2 separate regions of the Hordeum vulgare genome follow, and region 1 is linked to region 2. The links are chromatin contacts, called in public Hi-C maps. All regions are on one chromosome and are shown on one strand. Each heading gives the region's core, a stretch centred on a gene start, on an enhancer-like site or on the middle of the called end of the contact. The rest is flanking DNA. Distances are from core to core; before and after follow the strand shown. Region 1 holds the start of LOC123407086 (peroxisome biogenesis protein 5). Region 2 holds the start of LOC123408847 (F-box protein At-B).

Region 1 (6,554 bases), core at 2,056-4,555, 600 kb before region 2:
CGATGCAAATGCAATCACATCAATTGCAGAGATAACATGACTAGGATATTTCCTTATGAAGAAGAAAAATAAATTATGATGAGCTGTTGTTCAAGCAAATTTTCACTGTGGGTAAAAACAATGTGCAACCAAAATAGGGTTACATGAATAAACAAGGCCATCATAAATACCTGGAACTTTGGGTCATTGTTACTTGATAATGTTTCTGCAAGCATACGGGATTGCTGCATAGCTGCGAGATTCGCCATGTTCGCTCCTCCCATCTGACCCATGGCCATCTGAGACTGATGCTGAGACAACATAAAGTACATAGCATAATTTAAACCATGTATCCAACAAATGAACATGCTCATCCAGAAGGAAACTAAATTATGATGGGTATGCAGATTTCCATACGAATTACAAGGATTTGTTTTTTTTTTTCACTTTAGAAGCCAACTAAAACTAGTTAATATTTAAGAGATATGTTGAAAGAATGTGATCCTTTGTCACCTCATGTTCTAGAATAACTACATTTAGTAGAAGTAAGAATTCTATGTTTACATAAGACTGTCTAAAAAAAACATACATATATAAAAAATATCTTAAACTTTATTTCTAAATACAGCATACAATTACTCATAGATATCATAATATCTCGCTCAATGGGTAGGGTAGGGAAACTATCAGATTACAACTGGGTAATGGCATACCAAACCCACATATCCTTCTCAAACAAACTTTTTTATTGGATTGTGTTTCCTGCTGGATATTGGCTATTTACTCACGAAAATGGAAAACATAATTTTCTAATGTTTACGAGAAAATTCCAGTACAAACAGAACACACTCAAGAATACTGCAGCGCATGGTGCAGATACAAATGAAATCCAGAATTGCATTTGGATACATAGATAGCCAGATATCATCATTTATTGGGCAATCAGATTATCCAGATAAAAGGGTATCAATTGCAACATAGTTATACTGGCCTAGAAGCTAAAAAGTATCTTCAGCATGGCTGAACTTGGTTCTAGGATGTGTTGTCTGCTCATATGATTAGTATAAATAAACAATGAAAAAACATGCTTCACAATTGATGGTTGTGAAAATGTCAAACAGGCTTTTACAAGGCTCTGACCTGTTCAAACTCAGAGGCCCATCCATTGGGACCATATTGCTGCTCAAAAGAGTGCGCCCAACCCGCAGGGTTATTATTTTGCTTGCCAAACTCAGTGATCCAACCCTCAGGGTTATTATTTTGCTTGCCAAACTCAGTGATCCAACCCTCAGGGTTATTATTTTGATTGCCGAACTCAGTAATCCAATTATTTGCAGCATTGTGCATTGGGCCTGATCTCAAAGCACTTTGGGATTGATTCCAGTACTCCTCCATCTCTGGGTACGGCCCATGCAGGGGATTTTTCATCCGATGATTATTGTCAATATCAAGAGAATGCAGCAATGTATTTACCTGATATACGGATAAAAGTGTTACATTCATGAATGTTCTTCTAATAAACATTCATCAACGAAACATAGGCAGCACATGGAACTTGGAAAGTCAAGCAAGTCAACAGGAAACTACTGAGCTGAGCTAATGGAGGAAGGACAGAAACAAGTGTTGTGAGAAAATTCGTATGGTCCATGGCAATTCCAAACACAAATGTAAGAAAAGTTAACCTGTGCTTGTATATATTCTTCAGGTTGATCGGCCAAAATATGGCGCGCCATTATGCAGCTGCGATCACGTATACATTGCTTGTCGCCTTCGGACAAACCAAGAGCTGGTACTGGGACAGGTTGAAATGGCACACCAGCTCGGCCACTTGAAAGAAAAGAATGCAGAACACCAGATAAGACCCTTTGTGGTGGACCTGGAACAAAAGTTAGGTGTCATTGCATGTGTGGTTAATAGACAACCATTCACAGTAGACAGAAATGCTAAGACACAGAAATCTACCATCCAAGGCCGGTCCCAAGGTAGGGCCTGCATTGTTATAAATTTGCTCAAACTCTGCAAAGTTTGCTTCTGGCCCCCCAAATGCAGAATGCCCCGGAGGACGAAAAGATTCAACCCAGTCATTAGCAGGACCCCCACGAATGAAGTCGGCACCCTGCAAGTGTTCGACAACAGTTAGGAGTGGCCGAATGGGACACAAAAGGACAGTTTTGGAGAATCGCCATTACCCGTGCAAATGGTCGTTGATCTTGCTTGAACTCATTCTCAGAGCCAGGGAGAGTAGACAATGGAGCTGTGCTATAATCAGACGTAGTTGGAACATTAACGGAGGCTCCAGGAAGTCCCTTTAGTGACTGCACAAAAGAAAATGTTATAACCAATATTTTCTTGGACTTCAGGTACAATTTTTCAATGCATTTCGATGTTAAACATCCCATATTTCCAATTTAATCCACACAAATTCTTATATAGGAACATGGAAACTGGTAGGAGACAAAAAAAAATATGTCTTCACATATACCTCGTACTGGTATGTTCAGAATAAGGTCAATCAGAGATTCTCAGATAAGCTAATTCACAGAGTACTTTGACTTAAACTGGTGAAATGAGTGTGCTAAAGGTTAGAATCCTAGCACCATGAACTCTTTTAACCCTTTACTATATTTTTTAACAAGATAACAGCATAGGAATAGAGAAGCCTGACGATATTATAGTGAACTTGGTAGCTTATAATTTACAAAGCACTGACTCAAGTATCTCGCCCAGCACATTAGGAGCATGGTTTCAGAGTAAGGTAAAAGGGAACAGATACGGAACATTGAACCAGTGATAGCTCTGGCACGTCGGGTCACAGTCTAAACTCTAAACCAATACACCAAGCAATCAGAGACATGCGACAGCACAGCCCACGAATCAGACGTATTTTTCAGCGCATCTAGACCGCACGGGATACAGCACTGGCTTCGGGCAACAGAAGCAGCATATGAGCACAAGAAACCTAAAGGGCGCCAATTGATCCAGGCCAGCGCAGATGCAGGGAGTAATAAGTCCTTAAGGTCGATAGTCTTGACCGACGGGGCGACGGGCTTAGGGTTTACCTCCGCTTTGCTGGACTGGCCGAGAAGGGTGTTGGCGAGGGTGCCGAATGGGTTGGAGGAGGAGCCCCCGTCCGGGGCGCAGTTGTTCTGGCCGGTGATGAGGTGGCGCGTCCCCATGTCCGCGGAAGGCCCCCGCTGGCGCCGGAAGGAGGCGCTGACGCTGCTCCGATCGCCGGCGGCGAGAGGCGTTCAGCCCGAGGAGATGAGGAGGGAGAGGGGGGGAGGAGTCGTGCTGCGGCGCGGTGGCTTGGCGGGCCTGGGGAGGAGTAAGCTGTTGTGGACCCGATAAGGCCAGGACACGTGAGAGATTATTTTTTCTCTGTAGAGTACGTATGGGTGGTTGGGAACTTTATTTTTCGTTCACACACGAGAAAAACAGGGAACCGGTTTTTTTCCTTTATAAAAAAAATCAAATTAAAGGTTGGCCGAAGGCTTGAAGTCTTTCCTATTCTACTAGTTCAAAGGTTCTTCTATTTTTCTTTCACGTTCCAGTGTGAAAATAGGAAAGCTTTTCTTTTCTCTTGAAAAAACAAATATCAAGTTGGTTGAAGACTTGAAGTCTTCCTTTTCTAGTCCAAAGGATCTTCCTATTTTATTTTGGCATTGCAGTGCGAAAACGTTGGAATTCCCCCGGTTTTGCTCTTGCAAAATTCGTGAGCGAAAATGCTTACCCCCTGTTTGGATGTAGACAAACTGGCTCAGAATTGAATTGGACTGGAATACCAAATCTAAGATGGAAACGAAATGGCCTTCAATTCAAATTTTGTTGTTTGGATGTGCTTGGTATTTGTTGTTGAAATCAAAGGCTAGCACCTAATCTCTCCCTAATAATAAAGCAGCGATGGCTTCTGTCGTAAGTCGTGGCAGTTTTACAAAAAAGACTTTCTATTTCCGAGTATTCAACCCGTGGTCCTTTTGTAAGTTAAAAAACGTTTCGTTTTTACGTAAACCCCCTCGCAGTCACCATCGGGCACCATGGCTTATCCATTCCTGTCCTTCACTGACGGGCGAGAAGACAATGGAGCTTGGAGGCGGGGGAGCTCGAGGAGCCTCGGAGGAGCCTTGTCGTCGGTGAGAAGAGGCCGAGGGGGCGAGCAGAGTGTGGGTACGCGAGCGCGCGGAGGCGGAGAGGGCCAGTCGTGGCGATGCGAACGGCCGGGCCGACGCGTGGCGACGCGGACGACCGGGACGGCACGGGGCGCGCTAGCACCGACCGCGGACGGAGTGGCGCACGGGGGCGGGTGGAGTGGCGCGCGGGGGCGGCCGGGGCGACGGATCCGACGCGGGAAGGCAACGTGGGCGCGTGAAGACGCAGCGGGCGGAGCCGCGCGTGGCCGCAGAGGCGCTCAGGGATGGAGGATGAAGGCCGCCTCACCAGGGCTCGGGGGCGGCAGCACAACGTCGCGAGCACTGGCCGCGGGCGGAGTGGAGCGCGGGGGCGGACGGAGCGACGGAGCCAGCTTGGGGAGGCTACACGTGCGCGTGGAGACGAAGAGGGCAGAGCCGCACGCGGCCGCGAAGGCGCTCGCGGGATGGAGGATGGAGGTCCTCAACACAGTATGTTTATGTACTGTGTGCTCATTTACTTATGATATCAGTTCTCGTATGTGGATTTCATTATTCAAGAATAAACGTACCTTATTGGGTTGTATCTCGGAATTATATGCTTCGTCTGAAATTCCTAGTGGTGTGTGCATCTTAATAGCAAACACATCACGAGGTATGTGCATCTTAATAGCAAACACAACATGAACGACCATTTTGATTTATAGCATAAAGAAGAGAAGAGTCGATGCCCAGGTGGTGCTATGCACTCACTTGATTTGGCATTCGTTCTGTTGCCACTTTTTTGAATAATCCCTTTTCACATCAATTTGGCTCCGAATATCATAGCAGAGCAGTTCATGGGCAATTCCGGATCACTTTTTGTGATCACAAACTCTTCACATCTCTATGAATTTAGAACTCTACACGTGACAGAAACAGCTGCTCCACTTCTTCCTCATTTAGAACCACAGTTCAGATGTGATTATAGGATGTAAACTTTATATTATTTTGCTATCTTATTTTGTTTGCGAAAGTAGTTGTAGCAAGTAGAAGTTTGGATTGATGCAAGCAAGTAAGCAACACTTTGATTAGAAAAAATGTGTGTTGGCATAGGCTGAAGCAAGCACCGGTACACTCTGTATTTGTCTGAATCTTTGTGTGTTTTTGCAACTAGCTGCAGTAGACCCCAACTTAACTTAATGCTAGCAATTACTTGAAATCTTGATATGATCTTGCCGACTGGGTAAACAAGTCCCTCTTCGATCTGTATGCCCGAATCTTTAGTTTGTGCAGCTAGCTGCTAGCAAGTAATTAAAGTCGTGATCTGCTCTTGCCGATAAAATAATATTGGAAGAAACATCCAGATCACTCCACTATGGGCCCACTCAGTAGCTTATGCATCCTATAATTAGAGAAAGTATTAACACAATTAATTTGACGAGAAATTTAAATTAATTTGAGAAAGTATTTAACACAATTGGTCTATTGCCATAGGCTCAAGAAAACATCTATTCGATTTGTACGTTTGCCATCTTGTTTCCTTTATCAAACTATCTGCAGCAAGTAGCAGCTTGAATTGATGCAAACAAATAGTAACCATTATGGCGGCATGGTAAACTTCTAATGTTCCATCGAGAATATCTGGCAGCAATATATGTGAACAAAAAATGGTGATCTTTTCAATATATTATATGGTTCTATATATCCAAAGGAATTGATGCCGATTATTATCCAAGAAAAGAATGTTACCGGCCAGTGTGTCTTGTCATACAATACCAGCATATTATATTTTGCAAATTTGATGTAAATCTTATTTTTTTTGCAAAAATATGGATGTACATGATGAATGCGAACTCCGAAAAATAATTTTAGGACAACTGCTAACATTCACCGACAATGAATTTGAAGACAACATACCTGCCAGTGTACTAGAATTCCTGAGTTGTATCAAGAAAACCAAAATTAAAACTACTATATAAAATCTCCATATTTTTGTGTAAATTGATTATGTAAGCTACTCTGGAAACTTTATTATTTTTTCAATGTTTATTTACTTCATGCTAACTTTCATTTTCTCTCAACAGGACATGTGCTATTATGAAAAAGGAGCTTCTTTGTTGGATGGCAACCCGTGATGATGGTTTCAGATATGAAGCTAAGGAAAGCTCGCCTCATAATTCATTGGATGTAAACCAATAGGGCCAGTTAGATATACGTTGGTTGTAAATGACATGGGTATTTAGCTTTCATAAAATCTACTTCCTCCATCTCATAATTTAAGAATGTTTTTTTTAAACGTTCTTGTATTATGGGACAGAGGGAGTACATATGTACTCTTTAACAATAAGCTTTGGATGAGGATGGCCCTAAATGTGCATTGAATTTATCATTGGTTTTTATTGGTTTTTACTATCAACATTGCATAATGAGTTTATATATTTGATAAAAGTGAACACATATTTTACAAGA
Region 2 (6,698 bases), core at 2,324-4,823:
TGTGTTGTTACATAATGGAACAGAGCATTACAACACCAACCAAAGAATTGTGTTGTTACATAATGGAACAGAGCATTACAACACCAACCGCAATGTCACGAAGAATGCATATTACAGGGTGCGAACGTCAGGATGGCACTGGTTCCTGCAACCCATCTCACAGTTACTGCCACATATCGTCAGCCCTGGCTTCCGCTCCAGGATCTCCGCTACAGTCGGACTGCCCCCACGACGTTCCAGCACGTTCTTCCCGACGCCGAGCCACCGCAGGCCTCGGAACAGCGGCAGGTCGACCAGGGGATCAAACAGCCTCAGGAAGTTGCGTGACAGCCTGGTGCAGTAGGAGAGATCCAGCATTCTAAGGGTGCTTTTGCCAGAGCCATGCCGGTCCAAACCTAGAGTCTCGAGGCATGGATCGGTGATGAGCACGCAGTTTCGGAGACACAGGCTGCTTATCCGCTCGCAGTTCTTGGCAATCAACGTGACAGCTCTGCCCGATATCCTTGGCACGTTCCCAACATCAAACGCGGCCAGAGTTTTGTTGATGGTGCCACTCCCCAACAGCAATGAGGCTATGCCGTTGTTGGTGATCCTTCTGCAACTCCTCAAGCATAAGGAAGATATTGGGCAGCTCCCGTTACCGAGTGCTGACAGACCTGCATCGGTAATATCAGCTCCCGCAAGGTCCAGTAGAGTTAGCTTGGAAAGCTGCGAGATGGAGGACAGGCCAGAGTCTGCAATGCTCCTGCAACCTGACAGATCAAGAACCTCCAAGTTGGTGCAGGATGACAGAGATATTGCTGTTTCGCTGGTCAAGAGACCGCAAGATAGCAACCTCACTTCTGTGATCTTTGTTGCTGCCTCATCAAGATCAAGGCACGTCAAATCTGACAAACATGAGGCGGTACTGACCTCAAATTTCCTCAGGTCCTTGCAAGAGTGGAGAAGGGCTGCATATCCAGCATCTCTCACTTTAGAGAACCCACCAAGCCTAATGGTTTGGAGTTGCTTGCATCCTTCCGCAAGCATCAGCAGCCCAAAGTCGTTTACCCTTCTGAAGGTGGAGGAGCAACCCTGCTTACCGCGTGTAAGAGATAAATGTGTCAAGTTCTGGCATAAACCAAGTGCTTGCAGCCCAATATTGGTCAGATCATTGTCCAGATCTGCTTCACTTCCAGGGTTGTCTTCTAGGCAGAGCTCAAGTAAGTTTGAGAGACTTCCAGTGATGAAGGTAACAAGTTCATCCGTTATTATGTCCAGAACTAAAGACAGTGATTCTAGACTGTCACTGAAGGGTGTCTTCAGAGATGAGCTTATAGGAAAGAGTTTCTTTGCCTGCCAATTGGCTATAGGCATTAGCAATAGTACCTTGATGGTACTAGGCATAACAGGCACCAAAGAATCGAAATCAACAGAGCCTGGAGCTAGCAGAGGGAATTTCAGGGAAAGATTCTGCATGCATAAATTTGGAAAGACAGATTAGGTATATACACACAGCAACCAAATTAACTTATTCCAACAGTAATTACTCAAAATTCACGGCTAATATTACTTAACCTTATATATATATATATATATATATATATATATATATATATATATATATATATATATATATGCTTTAGTACTCAAAGACTGCTTTTCTTTTTTTACTTAAACTGTACTCAAAAGATGCTAATCTAAAAACTATTCAAAGATGCAATTTCCATCTTTCTAAGTTCAGAAGGGTATCATGTTCATATGTGACAAAGACACCTCACCTCCAAATAATCACATCCTTTGAACATGTGTGCTATGGACTTACGGCAGATCACAAAATGTTCACTGCCGCTCAAGTTTGCCATCTCCAGTGTAATTGATCTGAATAAATACAATATGCTCAGACTTCTCAGGATTTGGTCCAAGATGAAAACAAAACATTTTTTAGAGAACGGAAACTTAACCAATCACTATGCCAGGTACAAATCAAATTTCCCTAATGCCCATCCCACCTGGGCAACAATAAACCTTACAATGCAATAATATTAGGCAACAGTTCACAGCGCCTAATCCAATTTCTCAAGAAATATACTGTTATGAAATTAGCTTCCATGGCTTAGTGCCAATAATAACTTCCACAACTAATACCATGGCCGCTTGGCTCCACTAGTCACAGTACCAGGTCAAGAAGCATAGATATATGTAGGCTGAGATATCAGTTTTGGGACTCTACCAATATAAACATAATATTTCATTTTGTAAATATCATTTTCGCACATATCATCCGATTTGGACTGAAATATTGACCAATATGAGCGATATGTCCACTGATATAGACTGGTATGTCGATGAATACAATTGTTTAGCGAAAAGCAGTGGAAAAATATTATATACTGATAACTTCATTGTATTATGAAAGTCATGTATAATGTTTTGTAGAAACACATACATAACGTATTGTCTTTAATCTTAGAGTGAAAACTTTGTGAATCTGTCTTAAATAGTTTTTTAATTAACAAGTTAATAAACTAGGAATCTAAATTTATTATGCTAGACGACAAGAATAATGAAAACAAGAATAATGTAAATTTTGTTTTCACTAAAAAGATGTTTTTGAACAAGAATAATGAAAACAATCCAGATATATTTTCTCTGATATATCTACATATCGTCTGATATATAACCCGATATCCGACATCCAATATGTTGAACCCAATATACGACATGTTGAACCCGGCGATTGTTGACGAGGTTCAACCAAAACCTACATCCCCTGGGATCTCTTCTGTTCAGTGGGCACTCTTCCCTGGTACTATTTGATATCCTGACAAACTCGACACGCACGAGAGACTCTGGTCAGACCCCCTGAAATGGCAAGTCAGACCGCTCTCTGCGTGCTGAGTCCACCTCTCTCTCGGTTAGACACAGCATTGTCCATATAATTGAGGCCCTGCCTACTTCGTGTTCGACTCAAACATGACTTTTAGGCTTTAGCCCTGTATCAGCTATTACCACCACAAGTCCAACTGTAATGTAAGCAAACAAGCAATTGCTGAAGAACCATACCTCAAATTGGTGCACCTCTCACCAATCACCACAAAGAGGTACGGGGAGAACGAGGAGCACTTGAGCAGCGAGAGCTCGCGGAGGCTCTCCTTCGCAATAGCAGCGACTGCAGAGTCATTGAGTAGGCTGCAATTGACGGTGAGGTTGCGGAGCTTGCCATTACCGGCAAGAATCCTATTCGCGATAGTATTCGTCGGCGTAAACGCCTGCAACATCGACCAAACCCCAGGTTGAAGGGAGACCATATCTGGCGAGAGGCGGGGAGCGTGAGAGAGGGAGGAAGCTCACCGAGAGGTCTAGGGATTCTACGGAGGATAAGGCGGCACCGGCGGCGCCTCGGAGGGCGCGGCAGGATGCTGCGGCGGAGCAGGCAGCCTCTAGCCCCACCCGGCCAACGACCTCCACCAGGAGCGCTTCGGGGAGGATGTCGACCAGGCCTCCTCCGACGCTGCCGGAGGCCTCGCCACCGCCCTGGCCGTCGCCGGCGCCGCGAGGCTTCTTCTCCATAGCTCCTTCCCTGTTGCTTTCAGACCTAGAGTCAGATGCGCGGAGACCGTCCCCGGATATACCACCACGTCTCGCGGGCCCTCCGCGTGGGTATGACATCTGGGCCCGGAGTGAGAACACGCCACCGTCCTTCGTTTAAAACTTTTATTAATCGGTACTGTTCTAGATGAGGAAATAAACCAATAAACCGGACCTGCTCAACTCAAACGGATAGTGTTTTTGTTTTTTTTTTTGTTTGGATTGTTAGCCGATCTAGTCGTATTTTTTTTTAAATGGATCGATACATGCATCCAACGAAAAATAAGTGAATAACAATACTGTGATATTAAAATAATAGAAGAAAGACGGGTGGGGATCGGTCAGCGAATTAAATAAGCAGACACAACCACATGCGTACACCAAAAGGACGCGCGTGCATCCGCTTCGCGTCCGCGCCGACACATTTCACTTCCAAATTTAAACCGGAAATGGATTGTCACGAACGCGAAGCGGACGCATTTTGACAATGAATCCACGTGTTGGATGTTCACTTTTGTCGGCGTGGACCCAAACGGACGGCTGCAGACGAAATGAGTGGTCCTATTGAAGTTGCTCTAAAGGTTAGCGCTAGTATCTGAGTTTTCAAAACATTCCATGTGTGGTGGCTGCTCAATGAGTTGCAAAATGCATGATGTTATGGACATCCACATGTTTTTGTTAGCATGCCAATAAATGTGTGTGTGCATGCGTGTGTCCATGCAAAATAAAACGGACAATGTCTCATCGATCTAAGCTATGGTCCATCCGATTGATTGTTGTAGATCTTTACATAAACTTGACTCTGCTTCGATTTTTTGTCGCGCGTGGTCGGGTTTCCGTTCGTGTCCGGTTGTCAGTCCATTCAAATCAAGCATGCTTTTTTTAGGCATATTTGTTGTTCGGCCTTCGCTTTGTTGTTTGCTAGTCGTTTTCATTTTTTTGGCGTGTCATTTGTAGAAACGGAAGAGAAACGGGTGCTTCGTTTCCTATCTCTCTTATCATTTTTATTTTACGCCCGCCTTTCTCCGTTCCTCCTCTTCCCATTCTTCTTTTGTCTTCCATTAGTGTTGTCCCGTGTAGGACAAAATCGACTGAGGACTTATTTGCTCTCGCGGAGTGAAGAGATGCCCCACAATGGCAATGAAGTGAGCTTTTGCCCCCCTCTTCTATCTTTTTATGGGTTCCTGGTTTGAAGTGTAACCTTAGCATTTCAAAAAGCACCCCTCTTCCCGCTATCGTTTTTTATTAGGCTTCTTTACATCCTCTATCTTCCTGTTTGTTTTTCGTTAGACCAAATCCATCGGTCGTTTAGATTGGTTTGTGTTCTTGGGAGGGGTGGTAGTATGGGGGTGGTATAGTGTTTATTGAAAAATTAACAGGCCCGCAATAGATGCATGGTTAGGACCATTTGGGAAATCTTTATTAAGAGGTTTCATTTCAAATCACTAGAAACCCTCTGTCTCCTTTTTTATCCGTAGAACCCTTTAATATTAAGTTGATTTTTTTAAGTTTTCTTAAGTTGACGATGGTAGAATATAACAGAACATGTTTAAAGTTAACTATAGTGTTGGAAATATGCCCTATAGACAATAATAAATTAGTTAAGCTATTCATAATGGGGAGTATCATATACTAGCATTATGCATATGATACTAGTGCATGATATTACCTTCATTGTGCATACTATCATAGAGTAGGATCATATATGGTGTTATTTATTACCATGCATGACTCAAAGTAGCATAGCATTTAACATGATACAGTATCTACCTATGTTACTCTAACTCTCTCTCTTCTTTAATTCTCTGTCACATCAGCGTGTTTGCTATTAGATACCACCACTATGGCCAGCCTTATTATCATATTTCCTTGTTCATGATAAGTGTTTATCGTTCATGCTAGAATTTCATTATCCGGAAACTTAAATACATGTGTGGATACATAAACAACACAGTGTCCTTAGTGAGCCTCTACTAGACTAGCTCGTTGATCAAAGATGGTTAAGGTTTCGTAACCATATATGTGAGTTGTCATTTGATAACGGGATCACATTATTATGAGAATAATGTGATGGAAAAGACCCAACTGTAAGCTTAGCATATTATCGTGTCTCTAAAGTTTAATTGCTAGAGCTTTCTTCATGTCAAGTATATGTTCCTTAGACCATGAGATCTTGAAACTTCCTGACACCAAAAGAATGCTTAGTGTGTACCCAAACGTCACTTCATAATTGACTGATCATAAAGATGCTCTACATGTATCCTCGAAGGTGTTATGTTGGGTTTGCATGGATAGAGATTGGGACTTGTCACTCCGTGTGACGGGGAGATATCTCTAGGCCCTCTCAGTAATACAACATCATTAAGAGCTTGCAAGCAATGTGACTAATGAGTTTAGTCACGGGATCTTGTATTACGGAACGAGTAAAGAGACTTGCCGGTAACGAGATTGAACTAAGTATGGAGATATCGATGATTGAATCTCGGGCAAGTAATATATCGCTGCACAAAGGTTGTTGCATACGAGCTTAACCGGATCCTCGACATCGTGGTTCAACCAATAAAGATCTTTGTGGAATATGTAGGAACCAATATGGGCATCCAGGTCCCGCTATTGGTTATTGACCGAAGAGGAATCTCGGGCATGTCTACATGATTCTCGAACCCATAGGTTCGCACGCTTAAAGTTCCATGACACTAGAGTATTATTGGGATATGTACATTGGTGACCAATTGTTGTTCGAAGTCACAGATAAGTCCCACATGCTAGTCTAGAGTATTATTAGAATTTTTTGGAGGTAAAGATTTATATGTGGGAAGTTCAAATTTTTCTACTGGAATAGTTTTGGGATTTTCCAGTATAGTACCGGGAGTGTCGAAAGGGTTTCGGGGGTCTAAGGGGAGGGGGGTCCACACACCCCCTGGGGCTACATGGACTGTAGGGGGGCATGGCCTAGTTGGGTCGAGGGCACCGGCCCCTAGGAGGCCCATGCGATTGGCCCAAGGGGAAACCCTAGGGGTGGAGGCGCCTCCCCTTACTTGGGAGGCAAGCCTCCCTTAGGGCGTTGCCCCCTCCCTTGGAGGAGGAACCAAGGGTTGCCCTCCCCCTCCCTCCCCCTATATAAAGGG

Evidence for each region. A called contact is a pair of places that touch in the nucleus more often than the background predicts.
Region 1: a contact with region 2 is called in a Hi-C map of leaf, with 5 times the contacts expected there. The contact joins the promoter of LOC123407086 here to the promoter of LOC123408847 in region 2. A contact is called at or near these places in 4 of 6 Hi-C or Micro-C datasets (leaf and seedling) and 1 of 1 datasets of contacts at active chromatin or transcription factors (embryo).

The regions. Positions count from the first base shown.
Region 1 is chr7H:164,163,399-164,169,952 of MorexV3_pseudomolecules_assembly, reverse strand. LOC123407086 (peroxisome biogenesis protein 5) reads right to left here and starts at 3,305. Exons shown (of 14, transcript XM_045100127.1): 1 at 3,039-3,305; 2 at 2,169-2,294; 3 at 1,942-2,095; 4 at 1,662-1,855; 5 at 1,120-1,452; 6 at 171-290. The coding sequence starts at 3,155.
Region 2 is chr7H:163,561,180-163,567,877 of MorexV3_pseudomolecules_assembly, reverse strand. LOC123408847 (F-box protein At-B) reads right to left here and starts at 3,573. Exons shown (of 4, transcript XM_045101887.1): 1 at 3,334-3,573; 2 at 3,046-3,251; 3 at 1,761-1,860; 4 at 1-1,452. The coding sequence starts at 3,552. The coding sequence ends at 112.